Linked DNA regions of Mus musculus: regions 2 and 3 are each linked to region 1. Evidence: chromatin contacts called from public Hi-C and HiChIP or PLAC-seq data. All regions are on one chromosome and are shown on one strand. The core of a region is the stretch at or near the end of the contact, and the rest is flanking DNA. Distances in the headings are between cores, read along the strand shown. Region 1 holds the start of Pstpip1 (proline-serine-threonine phosphatase-interacting protein 1). Region 2 has its middle 21 kb from the start of Gm31529. Region 3 has its middle 74 kb from the start of Gm31529.

The links. A called contact is a pair of places that touch in the nucleus more often than the background predicts. HiChIP or PLAC-seq counts read pairs in DNA pulled down with a chosen protein or histone mark.
Region 2: a Hi-C map of the N1E-115 cell line shows a contact between it and region 1, with 5 times the contacts expected there. The contact joins the enhancer-like site here to the promoter of Pstpip1 in region 1. A contact is called at or near these places in 7 of 39 promoter capture datasets (the 3T3-L1 cell line, 3T3-L1-derived adipocytes, the C10 cell line and 4 more), 1 of 15 datasets of contacts at CTCF or cohesin (embryonic stem cells), 11 of 484 Hi-C or Micro-C datasets (B cells, the Ba/F3 cell line, the G1E-ER4 cell line and 7 more), 11 of 115 datasets of contacts at active chromatin or transcription factors (the NIH/3T3 cell line, T-cell acute lymphoblastic leukemia, bone marrow-derived macrophages and 4 more) and 3 of 9 other capture datasets (embryonic stem cells, liver and macrophages).
Region 3: an H3K4me3 HiChIP or PLAC-seq map of bone marrow-derived macrophages shows a contact between it and region 1, with 5 times the contacts expected there. The contact joins the enhancer-like site here to the promoter of Pstpip1 in region 1. A contact is called at or near these places in 2 of 39 promoter capture datasets (the C10 cell line and pre-B cells), 1 of 15 datasets of contacts at CTCF or cohesin (large pre-B cells), 4 of 484 Hi-C or Micro-C datasets (CD4 T cells, Th1 cells, bone marrow-derived macrophages and 1 more), 11 of 115 datasets of contacts at active chromatin or transcription factors (the 230-238 cell line, the NIH/3T3 cell line, astrocytes and 7 more) and 2 of 9 other capture datasets (liver and macrophages).

Annotation. Positions count from the first base shown.
Region 1 is chr9:56,088,128-56,092,854 of GRCm38.p6, forward strand. It overlaps Pstpip1 (proline-serine-threonine phosphatase-interacting protein 1), which reads left to right and starts at 1,849. Exons shown (of 15, transcript NM_011193.3): 1 at 1,849-2,317. The coding sequence starts at 2,282.
Region 2 is chr9:56,556,948-56,561,674 of GRCm38.p6, forward strand. No RefSeq gene overlaps it. Among named protein-coding and RNA genes, the nearest start is that of Gm31529, 21 kb to the right of the region's middle. Within about 2 kb of position 2,879, at least 16 of the 459 cell types and tissues checked have an H3K27ac peak or open chromatin away from gene starts, as enhancers often do. A contact at or near this core is called in the N1E-115 cell line, where this site is marked.
Region 3 is chr9:56,503,723-56,508,449 of GRCm38.p6, forward strand. No RefSeq gene overlaps it. Among named protein-coding and RNA genes, the nearest start is that of Gm31529, 74 kb to the right of the region's middle. Within about 2 kb of position 2,404, at least 268 of the 459 cell types and tissues checked have an H3K27ac peak or open chromatin away from gene starts, as enhancers often do. A contact at or near this core is called in the NIH/3T3 cell line, Th1 cells, astrocytes and 10 more, where this site is marked.

The sequences.
Region 1 (4,727 bases), core at 599-3,098:
ATCCAGTCCTATCTTCTCTCTGTCTCCTCTACACTCCACAGCTTCCCTCGGCCTTCCTGGTAGCACCATCCAGGCCTCTAACCGTCCTTGCAACTCTCTCCCCACCCCCTCTTCATTTACCTCCTTCTCATCACAACACTGTCTTCTGGTTCCACTCAATAAGGAGAGATCTTTCTGGAACTTGCCTGTAATTCCATTAGGGTAGAAACCAGATCTGCCTCCTCTCCTGGCAGACCTGTCACCAGCATTCTTTGTGGCTCTAAGCTGAGGAGGGGGGGGTCTCATGGTCACTGTAACTTTCTCCAGCATCTATGACAGCCCCAAGGGTCTGCTGTGATGGTGATGATGCTGAAGTACCATCTATTCTTAGCCAATGAGATACCAGGGAAGATCTCCCAAGAGGCTGACGAACAGGACTTTGGAGAAGACAACTTGGGTTTTCCCTTTCTTCTTTTGATGTGGCTGCATCTGGAGGTGTAGACTCTGGGGGTGGGGTGGGGGCTGGACTCACCCAGCAGACTGAAGGGAAGAGATTCCTGGAGAGGTCAGCAGGGACCCCAGCTTGGGCTTTTCCTGTCAGTTAAAACAAGGCTCCTGGTAACAAAGGACTCTGGTCTGCTTTCTGATTTCAAGGTTTCATCCCATTTTACAGATGGAGATGTTGAGTTGGCCAATCTGTAACAATAAAAGTAGCTTCAGCAGAGGGCCTGTAGGGTTAAGGTAACTTACACCACGTGGTTATGAGTGACTGGTGTTCTTCTAAAGGATCAGAGTTCGATTCCTAGCACCTACATTAGGCAGCTCCAAAGGATTGGATGCCCTCCTCTAGCCTCTACAGGCATCTGTACATACCTAGCACACACACATATCACGCAAATAAAAATTAGAAATGAATCTCTTTTTAAAAGATGCTCATTAGCTCAAGCCCCGGGATTCTAGAGAGAAGGGCTTCCAGCAGCAGGCCTGCTGTGCTTCTTCTTGGGGGTGTTTAGGGAAGCCTGGGTGTGCCTCTCTTTAAGCCCTGGCACGTGTAACCCACACTTGGGAACTCAGCTGTCTGATCAACCCAGTTGGTCCTAAGGTAAGCCTCGGTAAGGGTGGTGATTTGTGGACAGTCTCTGACTCATTCTTTTCACCAGCCCACCCCGGGCTCAGGACTCCAGAGGCCTCTTCTGCTGAGTGGGCAAACCCTGTCTGGAAAGGGTTCCCCAGGACCTGCTTGCCCTACAAAGAGAAATTCCAGAGGCATTCTTGATACGAAACACTTTCCCAGAGACTGGAAGTGACAGATGGGGAGGCTGAGGCTCTGAGTTAGGTCAATCAAGGTCCGTCCACTAGTGAAGGGCAGAATCCAAACTAAACAAAAGCTGAGCCTGAGTCTCCAGACTCCTGTCTCCCTCTATCACAGTTATGAACTGAAGATGGAATGGGTGAAGATTTGCACGGGGTCAAGGACCCGTGCCTCATCACACTGAGGTCCCTTAGCTAGTTACCTTCTCAAAACAAGTCTCCACTCTCATAGCCCCGGGACCAGGACCGCAATTGAGTCCGCCCCGTGCTGTGAGCAACTTGAGGGTAGGACCTAGTCTAGGGCATGAACTGCTAAAGTTGGAATGAATGGTGGACGTCCTTTTCCGGGGTGAGACCCTAAGAACCTAACCTCTTGGGGCCGGCGAGAGTAACAGTCATGAGATTCCTAACTTGTTAGTTCTAAAGCTAAACTGGGCCAGGACTTGAGCAGGCAGCAGGGTGGCAGGTGGCAGGCGGGGCTGGGGCTGTGCAGGAGAAACTCAGCAGCTCAACTTCCTGTGGGTTAGAGCCCTGCGCCTGCCCTGGGGGAGGTTGCACAAACCTTCCTGTGCCGGCCTCAGGCTGCCTGCCTGCCTGCCTGGCCTGTGCACATCCTTCCTCTCTCCCAGCCTCTGCCTGCCACCTGGGCTGCCTGCCCTGGGCCTCAGCCTGCGTCCTCCTCCATCAGTGGGGCTGGCGAGAGCCTAGGCTGGAAATCGTGGCCCACCCTTCCATCACTGGGCAGGGCTCCTTCCTCATTTCGCTGCTGATTCTAGCCCCAAACAAAACAGGTTGAGCCTTTTTCCTCCTCCGGCAGTTGCCTCTGGCTTGTGGCTGCCTTCTGAGCGTTTCAGACGGCGCCGGCTGGGAGTGGGAGGGAGGGCCTGGGCTAGCCGCGCTGGGACTGGGACGTGCTCCTGGCTCCTGGCCCATGTTCAGCCCTGCTTGAAGCAGGAGTGCTAGCATTTGACACAACAGACGCCCTTGGAGGATGATGGCCCAGCTGCAGTTCCGAGATGCCTTCTGGGTGAGTGGAGTCGACTGGGGGCGGTGAGCTTGCCGAACAGGTCCAGCCAGGCAGGAATCACCTTGGAGACTGACATAGGGGTACAGTTTCCCCATAAAAATTGTGCCTTGACTTTGGTCTTAATTATCATGGAGGTGGCCTGGGCCACAGTCTCTACTGACATGAAAGGCAAAAGAGGGGCCCTGGCTAAGATAATGAATTTCTCTCACAGACATCACCCCCACAGCCAGAGGGATGGCCTCAGGCTGTTTCTCCTCAGGGGCATGCTGCCCCAGCGGCAGAGCTCACCAGGACAGCCTAATGGAGGATTTGAGGAGGATACATAGGGAGGAGTGTACAAGGGAGAAGTCAGCAGCCCAGACACCAGACCAACTTTAGTTTGGTTCGGGTCTCAGCTTTGTAAGGGCTGGGTCGGTTGCTGTTTCTCTCTGGGCCTCAGTTTCTACATCTGTATAATGGAGATAAGTACAGATATTTGACAACTGAAGGTGATCCAATGCAGTAAAGCCCTGGTGCCTTGCCAGAGTTAAAACTCTTTCACCCAGTCTCTGATCTCTGCATACCTCAGGTTCATGAACAAGGCAGCTGGGCTAGGCAACTTCCTGCCTGCTGTTTCAAATTCAGGGCAGGTGTAAAACAAATCTTTTTGCCGGTGAGATGAGGAAACCTAGCCAGGAGGGCAGTAGAGGCCACAGCGCTTGCCCAGCTCTCCTGCTTTTCCACTTTTCCCTCAGCTTCCCCTAGTCTCCTCCACCCCTGACTGTCCCTTGGAGACACAAGGCTGAGACCTTTTGGTTAAAGCTGGGGATGTCTTTCTCCTGAGGATAACTCTCCAACACCACAGGGGACTCTCAGGACCTTTTACTCACCCAGGGCCCACTCCTAAGGTCAAAGCCAGGAGGATGAGGGTTAGTAAGCCACCTTCCTTCCTCTCTGCCAGCTTTGCTTGGGGTCTGTGCTAAAGTATGAGTGGCCTTCCTCCCTTGAAACTGACTTCACAGAGGACAGAGGGCCTTGCCTGGAGAGGGCACCTTGTACCTGTCTGGGCCTCAGTTTTCCTGTGTTTACAGAGAAGAGTGTAGGACCAGTCCAGAGCTGCAGATGAAAGCAGCTGCTTTGGCCATCTCATTCACCGGGGTGCTCATTGCTCAAGGTGAATCCAATCGCTGCTCTGACTTAGAAACCTGCAACCCAGGAAGGCCAGAAACCCTGGTCCATTTTATCCCTAGTGTCTCAATCCCAATCCCAAATGTCTGGCCTCAACTTCCCCAGATCAAAGCCAAGAAAAGCAGCAGCCCAGTGGCAGGGACCAGGCAAAAGGATGACATATAAGACATCAGGGCGTGGTGGCAGCAGTAGGACCCAGCTTCCCCGGGGCTGCTTCCTAGGTAATGTCTCGCCATGCCCTGTACTGGCTACACCTCTGGACTGCTGCTGGCATCCTGGGCTTCTCTTCACAGTGGCTCCCAGGGCCTTGGTTAGGAGAAGCTTCCCAGGGAAGGCAGAGCAGAGACAAGGAGGAAGTGGACAGTGGGACCCATTCAACTGCCTTTGAATCCTGCAGCCTGGCAGTAAATAGTCTTAGGCCTAGAGCGGTGGCAAATGCCTGCAATCTCAGCTTAGGCAGAGAGAAGAGAGCCAAAGTAAGTTGAAATAAAGCAGGCCTTGTCTGCATGGTAAGAGCTTGTCTCAAGTGACAGGGAGAGGCAGTGGGTGTAGTTATGGAGAAAGGAAGAAAAGGAAAGGATATCCAGTCTTTTCTTTTTTAATGAAATTTTATTTATTTTTATTTTATGTATTTGGGTATTTTGCCTGCATGTGTCTGTGCACTGTGTGCATGCAATGCCTGTGGAGGCCAGAAGAGGGCGTCATATCCTCTAGAACTGTAGGTACAGATGGTGGTGAGCCACCACGTTATGGGAGGAATTAAACCCAGGTCCTCTGGAAGAGCAGCTAATGTTCTTAACTGTTAAGCCATCTCTCTAGCCCCAACATCTAGTTTTTAAATAGTAGAAGGAAACCTCTGAGCTGGATGGAACAGATCATTTATCTGGCAACTTTGTCTATCCTGAACACAGGTGGGAACCAGCCAGATTTCTAACATCAGTTCATAAGCAGGAGGGAAACAAAGGTGTCCTGGAACTAAAGACTCCGTTACTAAGAGCTATCCCCAGAGCTCATTCATATGCTTATAGGAGATACCCGAGAGCCGCGTGTTGTGAGCATGTGTGTGTGTAAGGATTTGTGTAAGTGTGGACATGGATGTGTGCCATGGTGTGTGTAGATCAGAGGGTGGCTCCTGGGTGAGACTCCCTTTCGCTTGTTTTGAGACAGGGTCTTCTGTTTGCTTCTGTGTGCACTTGGCTATCTATCGGCGCTTGAGTTCCCAGGAATTCTCCTGTCTCTCACT
Region 2 (4,727 bases), core at 1,629-4,128, 470 kb after region 1:
ATCAGACCTTGGAGTATGTCTTTCCTTAGCTGTGTGAACACTGGCCCTGAGTCTGTCGTCTGAATGGTGAGGGTGAGATCAGCATTTAGCCACAGGATTTTCCTTAGGACTTGACAAGTATTAGACTAGGTGTCTGGCATGTGGTGAGTACTTGAGTTGTGTTGGGTGTGTGGCTCCATAGAAGGCTGTGAGGCAGACATTGCGGGTGGGTGGGAGGTACCATACCTCCCTGCATCTCCTGCCCCAGACTTGCTTCTCCCACACAATTAGCTGTTCTTGTCTCTAATTGATTCCTTTGGTACTCACAGGACAATTAGAATTTAAATTGCCTTTTACAAAGGTCATGAAAACATGATCAAAGAAGAATCTATTAGAGGGGCTGGGGCCCCATCCCTCCCAGCCTCCCAAAGCCTGGGGGTGGAGGCCAGGCCTTGAGGGGCCATCAGCACTTATACTTACCCTTCTGTCACCCCCAAAGTCTTCCCCGGGGCTCTCTGCTTCCCTTCTTCCCATGTGAAGGGTAGGGAAGGGCAAAGCCAGTCCCCAGCTGGTTTTGTAGACTCCTCTTTATCCATTCACATCCTCGCCTCTCCTTTCATCCCTTCATTGGCACAGGCACCCTGTTGCACCAACTGTGCTTCAGGAGTCCTGGTCCTGTCCCTCACTAGCCTGTGATGTGAGGACACTTTTGCCCTCTGTAAGAAGCCCATTCATCTTGTTCCCTAAGGATGACTGGCTTCCCAGGGAGAATGCTTGATTGACACTCCTCCAGTTTCTAGATTTTGTCTTCTCTGCATCCACTAATTTCTCTGCCTTTACATGGAAGCTGGCTCAGGATATTGGGCTCTGGGTCCTTCAGGCCTGACTGTGGCCCATGTTCTTTATGCAGCCGATAGGTGAGGTAGCCTGTATCCACATGAAGTCCATGACAGACACTTCCTACTCCCTCCACTGGCTCCTGCAGAAGCCCTTACAGAGCTGGCCACACAGGGAACAGGGCTTCTTGTTACAGGTGCAGTGAATAGATTCAGAGGTTGACTAGAAGAGAGCCCAGGTCCCTCCCACACTCCCCACCTCTTGCAGATGAGACCAGCTTATCTGAGCCTCAGGGCTGAGGGGAGATGCTCTGTGCTCCCCCACCCTATCTTTGCAGCAGGTCTCTTCTCTGCTGTTTTAGATCCTTGTCTTGGGTCTGTTCAAGCTTAGTGGGCTCTGGCTGGGTGTGATGGGGCACTCCTTTTATACCATCACTTGGAAGGCAGAGGGAAGCAAATCTCTAGAGAGTTCAGGGTAGCAGGCCTATGTAGTGAGACTCCATTTGAAAGAGAGAGAGAGAGAGAGAGAGAGGGAGAGAGAGAGAGAGAGAGAGAGAGAGAGAGAGAGAGAGAGAGAAAGAAAGAAAGAAAGAAAGAAAGAAAGAAAGAAAGGAGGAAAGGAGGAAGGAAGGAAGGAAGGAAGGAAGGAAGGAAGGAAGGAAGGAAGGAAGGAAGGAAGGGAGGGAGGGAGGGAGGGAGGGAGGGAGGCAGGCAGGCAGGCAGGGAGGGAGGGAGGAAGGAAGGAAGGAAGGAAGGAAGGAAGGAAGGAAGGAAGGAAGGAAGATTGGTAGTTTGATGAAGGAGCAGAGGGTTGGATAGGCATATTTGCTAGTGTCTGGGAGGCATGACCTGGTCCATCTGCTGGGCCAGGAGAAGACAGGAGGAGCTGGCATCTTGGAGGCCTCCAGAACTCTGGCTCAGAGTTTTGTCAGTCTCTTAGGCTCAGTGGTTTTTTTCCCCCCTAGGAAAGAATGGCATTGTCTACCCAGCCAGCTAAAACTAGTTATAGTTGTTTCTGGTGGTCTTCTGCTTCGAAGTAGTGAGATTCCATCATACTTTATGAAGAGGGCATTGTCCACTGAGCACCTATGGTATCCTAGCCCCTGGGCTGGAGGCCTTGTGCATCTCACCTTCCAGCAAACCTCACCTCCCAGCAATCTTATGATTCCCTGAGAGAGGACACAGACTCAGGATAGCTGAACATTTTCTCCAAGGTCATACAGCAAAAGACCCACCTGACTGGGATGCACATCTAAGCTTGCCTAGTTCAAACAGAAGCCCTGCAAGGCCTGGCTCCATGCTGACCGTATTCATAAGGGGTACCATCAGTAGGATGTCACTTGAGGAGGAAGGCGCCAGGAGCCTCTTGTGACCTTAGGGAGGAAGAGTAAAGTATTAGTATTCCTGGTCTCTCCTCTGTGGCCCAAGGTCAGGAGACATCATTGTTCCTCATTTAGAAGCAGGCATGGGGCCTTGGGATGGAGAGGATTATGTAGATAATCCAGCCTGATTAGCAGACCTGGTGGAACTTCATTTGGATGCCTGAGGAGCTGCTGCGGGCTTCCGGCTGCCAGTGCAGTCAATGAATGCTCTGCTCCCTGACCCAGGGTGACAAGGGTCTGCAGCCCCCGGAGGAGGACCACATTTAAGTGGAGAAGCATGCAGGGGTAGGAGATGCAGAAGGCCAGGTCCATTCATAAGCCCTGGAAGAGATGGGAGAGGACCCCCCCCCCCAGATACTATGTACCCCAGGAGGGCCCGGCAGAACTGTCTGACTGCACCTCATCTTAGAGAGCTTCAGTCCTGTTGTAAGAAGCAGGATATGGTTAGAGTTGGGGAGACCCCAAGGCACCTCAGGAGAGGGGGACTGCTCTTGTCCAAGACACCCTGAAGGGCAAGATTTTAGCCTTGGTAGATCCTGGGCTCAGTGGGAAAGGCTTTCAGTGCCTGAAGAACAAGGTCTCTCTGGGGTCATAAATTCCAGGGGCCTGGTGAGCAGGCCCACAAAGCTGTTGTGACAGCAGTGGTTAAATTAAGTGCCCTTGCAGAGCAGGGCAGGGCAGGCTTGCACAGTGGGATTTACGGCCTCCCTGCCCCATTTGCTGCCAATCAGCCTAGCTCTCCCGAGCCTGTCCTGTGAGGGAGACCCATGCTCCTTTCTCCAGGAGCTGCTGCTCACCCTCAGGGAGCCAGCAAGGGCTGCCTAGCCTGGGCTATAAGGATGGTAGTGCCTCTGTGACTGGGAGCCATACTACTGCCCTCTGAGCCTCCAGAAGAGGGGGGGGGGAGATGAGGGAGGGGGGAAGAAAGGGAGGCCTGAGGCCATTCTATCTGAGGTCTATTCTTTTGTACTTTACCATCTTTCCACCTTTGCTCACATGTCCCCTCCTCTGCAGGGGCTACCCCTGCTGACACTACCTTTTCTGATCCTCTTCATCTACCAAGCCCCAAAGGGAGCTGCATCCTGTTGTTTCTCTCTGGGTGCCACTAGCTGTGGGGCCCTGGGATTTCCCTTCAGTTGGAAGAGGCTGGCCTGGGATGAACATAGACATGGGGCCATTTTGCTCTGCAAGATCGTCAAATCTGTAAATTGAGACATCAGCCCCACCCATTTCCCAGTTACCTCACCCGCATGCTCTCCCTGGTTCACTATGGCCCTCCGTTTTGTGTGAGGGGATGAGGGCACCTAGGACAGAGTGCCCTATTGATGTGTCCTGGCTGAGTCACCCTGGCTTCTGGAGGCAATGGGAGGTTGCAAAGGGGGTTGTGTCTACATCAGAGATCATAGACAACGAGGGTTTTATGGACAAAGACAAGGATAGGTGAGTTCTGCAACTAAAGCCTTGGGTTACAAACGCATATATGTGTATGTACACCGTGTGTATGTATGTGCGTATAGTGTGCTGTGTGGGTGCTAAATGTATATTGTGCAAATGTGAGTGTGTGTATGTACCTGTGTGCATTTGTGTATAAGCATGATTGTCTAATGTATGTGTATACATACATATTATACATGTACAGATGACCACGTGACCTGTATAGCCCTGCGCATGGTGAATGCTGAGAATATCCCCAGAGCACACGCTATTGGGGTGACCCTCTAGCTTCCTGTCCAAGATCTTGCACAAACATCTCAGGAAACCTTTTTGAAAGGCCCTGGTCTCCGTGCCCCTAAAGGCAACAGGGAGTGAGAGGTGAGGAAGAACGTGGGAAGGAAATGACCAACACCTGCAGTCAAGAAGACTCTCCAGAGAGGCTGTTCACTCCTAACTCAAAATGGAATTGGTCCCAGGCTCATCTCAGCCTATCCTGGAGCTGTCTGTCCTTCAAGTGACAGTCCATCTGCTCCAGCCCCTCTGACATCCATGCCTCTGCTTGCTGTCTGCTTCACTGGAAAGATGATGGCTGGGAGTCAGGCAAGCAGTGAGATCACAGTTCCCCCTCCTGCCATTCTGCCTCGCCTGCCCTGGTGTGCCAGCTGCCTCCATTCTGGGAGCATGACTGGGTCTGGTCTACAAAGCACAGTGGCCACCGCTCTTGTGACTTTGCTTGACCCAGTTTTTAGGGTTTCCCCTGGGCTTTAAAGCCTCATTTCCCACTTGTTTCCCCAGGACAGGATAGAGGACATGTAGATTAAGGGGTGATCCAATGGGGGAACTCCCTATCTAATTTGGTCCCAAGGCTCAGGACAGTAGAGCTGGGCAGATGCAGGGAGAAAGGAGCCAATCAGACAGAGGACAGCAGACGAGCAGCACCCTAAAGCAGTGGAGAGGGAGCCAGGACTGCTGCTGGAGGCAGGGCCAAGTCAGCAGTGCTGGACATCAAAGCCCTAGGTATGTTCCCAAGATACTGGTTCCCTCCCATGGAGAAACAGATGTCCCTTTGATAATGAGAAGAAAGGAAGTTGTACAG
Region 3 (4,727 bases), core at 1,154-3,653, 420 kb after region 1:
GCTCTGATGGGCAGGCCCTCTGGAGAGCTGGGGGAAGGCAGGCTGGGGCAGATAGAAGTGGCTGGAAGCAAGGTCTTTGTGGTGTGTTCGTTTACTGTAAAGAAGTGCCAAAGCATCTCTGTTAATGGGCTACTCTTGAGAGCTAAGTTTGGACATGGAGTAACACGGGGTAGACTTACAGGGAGCCAGGTCACCTATGAGCTCTCCTGCCCCTGGTAAAGATTTCATGTTCAAACTTTGCTTTACCCCAACCATGACTATGCTCCCCTTCCCTTGACTCCAGAAGAGCACATGGACAGAGGAGCTTTTCTAGCTAGCTTAGATCAGCTAGCATCTCTGCAGTTATTAGAGCCTGTTCTTGCATATGCTTCCTGCAAGAGATTCAACAAGGGAACTTGTGCATCTGGAAAGAATACTCCAGACGTTCCTCTGGCGTGGCAGTATCTGTTTATGTTGGCTGATTTTATAGCAAGTGTGCTTGGGATGTTTCCTGTTTGTCTCTTGGAACTGTATGAAAAGCTGGGCATGGCAGGATAGGCTTAGCATCCCAACACTCAGGAGGCTGAAGCAGCCTGATCTCCATAGTGAGTTCCAGGCCAGCTAGCACTACAGAGTGAGACCCTGTCTCAAGATAGAAAAGATCTGGGTGAAGGCTACAGGATGAGCCAAGCACGGGGCAGCAACTAAACACCTGGGGAAAGGCTGGAGACTACAAAAAGATTATCAGCTGTGGTCATGCCCCGAGGGGTTTCCCACTCTGAAGACTTGACCCACAGTTAAAGGGGGCCAAGATTAATCATGCCTTAATCTTCACTCTCAACCAAAGGATCGTTCCTGAAGATCTCGTCTATTAAGGCAGTGAGGATTGCTGCAGGGTATGCAGTAATGAGCTGCAGGTATTTAATGAGAGACAAGTGCGGTTGCTGCAAGGGTCTAGTACTCAGTGCCTCATCACAAAACCAAGAGGGCTGGTTTGCTGGGGAAAAGGAGCCCCCGTTGAGTCCATGGGTTGCGAGGGTGGAGAGGAAGTTCCCTTTTGAGATTCAGTGTTGCCAGGAAACACAAGATCATCTGGGAAAGACCTTTGTTTTTGTTTTAATTAGGTAAAGATTTTACATGCAGGGAGCAAGTAGCTGACTCCAGAGGAGGAAAAGTTGGAAGAAAAAAAAAAAGTCAATGTGAAGGAATAAAGACATTTATTTGATGGAGGTAGGGATGCTTCGGCCTCTTTCCCAGCCCCTGCCTCACCTGAAAGTAACTGCCTGGTCCAAAAAAAAAAAAAAAAAAAAAAATCCACCTACATAGGGGCAACACTCCCTTCTGGTCCTTGTCAGCTTCCGAGTGTCCCTCTGTCCTGTGTCAGCACCTAGTAGTCTGAGTTCAGCAGGAAAGGCCGGATGCAGGCCTGGCCCTGGCCCTTCTCTCCTAGCTTGACAGGAGGAGGCCTTGACCTGCCTACAGGATGCGGGTTCACATCCTGCACCTCATCATGGAATCCGGCTTCGCCTGCTGCTCTGGTTTCTTCTTACAATCCCAAGAGACAGGAGCCCTGCAGGGCAGGGAAAGGACCCAAGGCCAGACTTCCAAGCAGAACGCTTTTGGGATGCCTGAGCCTCAGCCTGTCTGTCTTTCAGGGGTGGGGAGGGAAGGGCCCCCCACTCTTTCCCAATGTCCCAGTCTTAAACTCGTGCAGTCCAAAACAAGCCAGTTCATTGTGTTCTTGGATATAAATATTGATTCTGGTTGATGTTAACATTCTGTTCATAAAAGAATGTAACATATTTCTCTCACACCATATTAGACTGATGTGTTGTTTGGCCAAGAGAAGTAGAGATTTCTGGCTTCTGCAGAAAATGTGGACATTTAAATGCATGCAGCTTTCAGAAGTCTGGAGAGCAGACTCAGAATAGCAACGAGGGCTTTTGGCTGGCTTCAGCCCTGTCCTCCTCCATCCTTGGCTTGTCACTTTGGCGTTCCTAATCTCTTGTAATTAGGAAGCTGCTTGGCTGTCCACATCTGCTTTCATCAGGAAGGCCTATAAGGTCAGCGCTGAACATTTTTAATTTTCTTCCCTTGAGAAAAAGATCTGGGAGGTCTCCCATTTTTCTTCCCCTCTCCACGTGGGAGGGGAGGGTAAAGGCTTCAGACCAGAGGGTGGTCCATCCAAGCATTCCAACCTGGGCCAGACAAGCCCAAGAATAGGATGTGCTGGCCGCCTTGGCAAGGCAAATTCCCCACATTCCACAAGCGCTCTTCACGGGAAATCTAACTCATGAGAAAGTGGAATTCATGATGTGTATGCGTGTGCATTCGGGTGCCAGCACGTCTCACACAGACAGATCCCCGGCTCTCTGGTATTTCGTAAGAGTGGTAGAGCCCATTTCCAGATGTGGGAAGCCAGACTGGGTCGCTGTGCTGTCAGAGGAAGCAGCGCCCTCTGCTGTCCAGATCAGACAGCACCGCGGTGGAGGGAAAGGACCCGAGGGGTCTGGAAAGCAAGTTCCTGGTTAAAACCTTGGCTCACCGTGGCATGCTGGAGGCCTTGCACCTCCTTTTTCTTCCCACTGCGAGCCTGCAAGAGGCTGGCTGCCCTCGGACTAGCTGGTTCTTTTGATGTTCTGTAGCTGCGAGCCAGCCAAAAATGAGGATTTGCTATAAAACTCCAGCCTCCCGCAGCATCTGCTGAGCTAGTTCCGAGGTGAGAGGCAGTGGCGCTGACTTCTGCATGAGAACCTAGCCAGCAATCCCAAGCCAGGCGAGACAATAGGGGCAGCGTGCCCACGAGGAGGCCTCTGGCCGAGAGGCAGCCCTGTGGCCTCATTGTGCCCTTGGAAGGCGCTGGCAGAGGCCTGGCTGCCTCCGAGGCTTCCAGCAGAGTGGAAGCTGCCATGGCTCAGCTCAGGCATACTGGCATCTCCACCTCCAGGAGCTGGCAACACAGACAGAGGGAGGCCCCGCCCTCTGCCCTGTTTCCTGCCAAGAAGAAGGCTCTGCAGCACTGCCAGAGTCGATTCGCCGGGTTGAGGGAGGGGAAACGACAGAGAGCGAGAGAAGGAGAGAAGGGGAGAAGGAGAGAGGAAAGAGGTAGAAAATGGGAGAAAAGGAAGGGCGTAGGGAGGAAGAGAGGGAGGAGGGAGAGAGAAGGAGGGAGATAAAGAGGAAGAAGAGAGGGAGAGGAGGAGAAAGGAAGGGAAACGGTGAAGGAAAAGAAATGAGGAAGAAAGAGGGGAGGGAGAGAAGTGTGTGTGTGTGTGTGTGTGTGTGTGTGCGCGCGCGCGCGCGCGCGCGCGCTGCCCAAGCTCCCAAGCCAGGTGCAGAAAGCTACTGAAGCAAACTTATTGGACAACCTTTCAGTTTTGCAAGAGAAAAATAGAAGGCATAAGACAATCAGTTTCTGTTTTGAGGGGAAGATTTTTATTTGTTTATTTTTGGCAAACTGAGCTCCTCTCTGCTGGGAGGACTGAAAACCCAAACCACCAAACAGCCCCTAACAACAATGCCCTTCTCTCTCTCTCTGGGACCAATTTCCAGACAGCACAGCGGTCCTGACAAGGTCAACAAGCCGAAGCTGGGAGCGCAAGATCTTTATCTACGTGGGAAATAAGAAAATCATTTGACTGATAAAAGGAAATACAATAAATAGCATCTAAATTCCTGGCTGCATTCCCCCGAGCCCCTCCTCTGCAAGAGAAAGTGCCAGGGCAGGAATACAACTGCCACTACAGCAGGTTTAAAAATAGCACACTGCACACAGCCCTTCCTACCTTCCAGAAAGACTTCATTACCGGGTCCTCAGCCCTGAGCCTGCAGAGCCGCTGCCGGGGCTTTCTTACCCCTGCTCTGGATTTTTCTTCTTTGGAAGCATGAAGGCAGCGGGTGTGATACATTTCCCTCCCGCTCAGCTAGTTTCAGTCCTAGCACGTCTGGCGCACACGGCGAAAGTCCATTGTATTTAATGGGGTGTTAACTCTGTTTATTCTCTAGGACTTGTACGGTAATTTTACACTCTGCAAAACTAGCAACTTGAACCTGAAGTGCTTTTCCCTCCTCCTCATGCCACTCCAGTGGGCCTTTGGCTCCAGGTCCCTTCACAAGCTTAGCGTTTCCCCAACTGAGATAGCCAAGCATGGTGCAAGCTGCTTCCTGCAGCTGTTAACTCTGCTGGGGCCTGAGACAGGTCTGCATTTCTTACAGACTTAGTTTGTGCCATCTGTTAAATGGGTATTTGAATCTGCCTTGTGTACCTAGAAAAGCTGTTGGCACTGGTTCTCTGGTTCTCAGCTGGTCGCTTTTGTATCTCCTTGGAAAACTGTTAATGTACATGACCGAATGATCCCTGTTAGCCTAAATCTCCGAGTCTCTATCAAGTTAAAGGACCCAAGGCCATGAAAGCAATTACCACCTTACAGATTCATAATATAAACTCAGGTCTTTTTTATCTTTCAAACACTAATTCAAAAAATGTAAGGAGCATCATCACTTGGGAGGCTGAGGCAGGAGGATCAAGAGTTTGAGGTCAACTTTGGTTACATAGTGAGACAATATCTCAAAACAAACAAAAAATATTTTAGGTAGCTTGGTACCTGGGATGCAGCTGGTGGATCCGGACTATTTTCCATGTATTCCTCTCTTTTTAAAAGAGAGAGAGAGAGAGAGAGAGAGAGAGAGAGAGAGAGAGAGAGAGAGAGAGAGAGATAGGCTAGGGAGATGGCTCAGTGGTTAAGAGC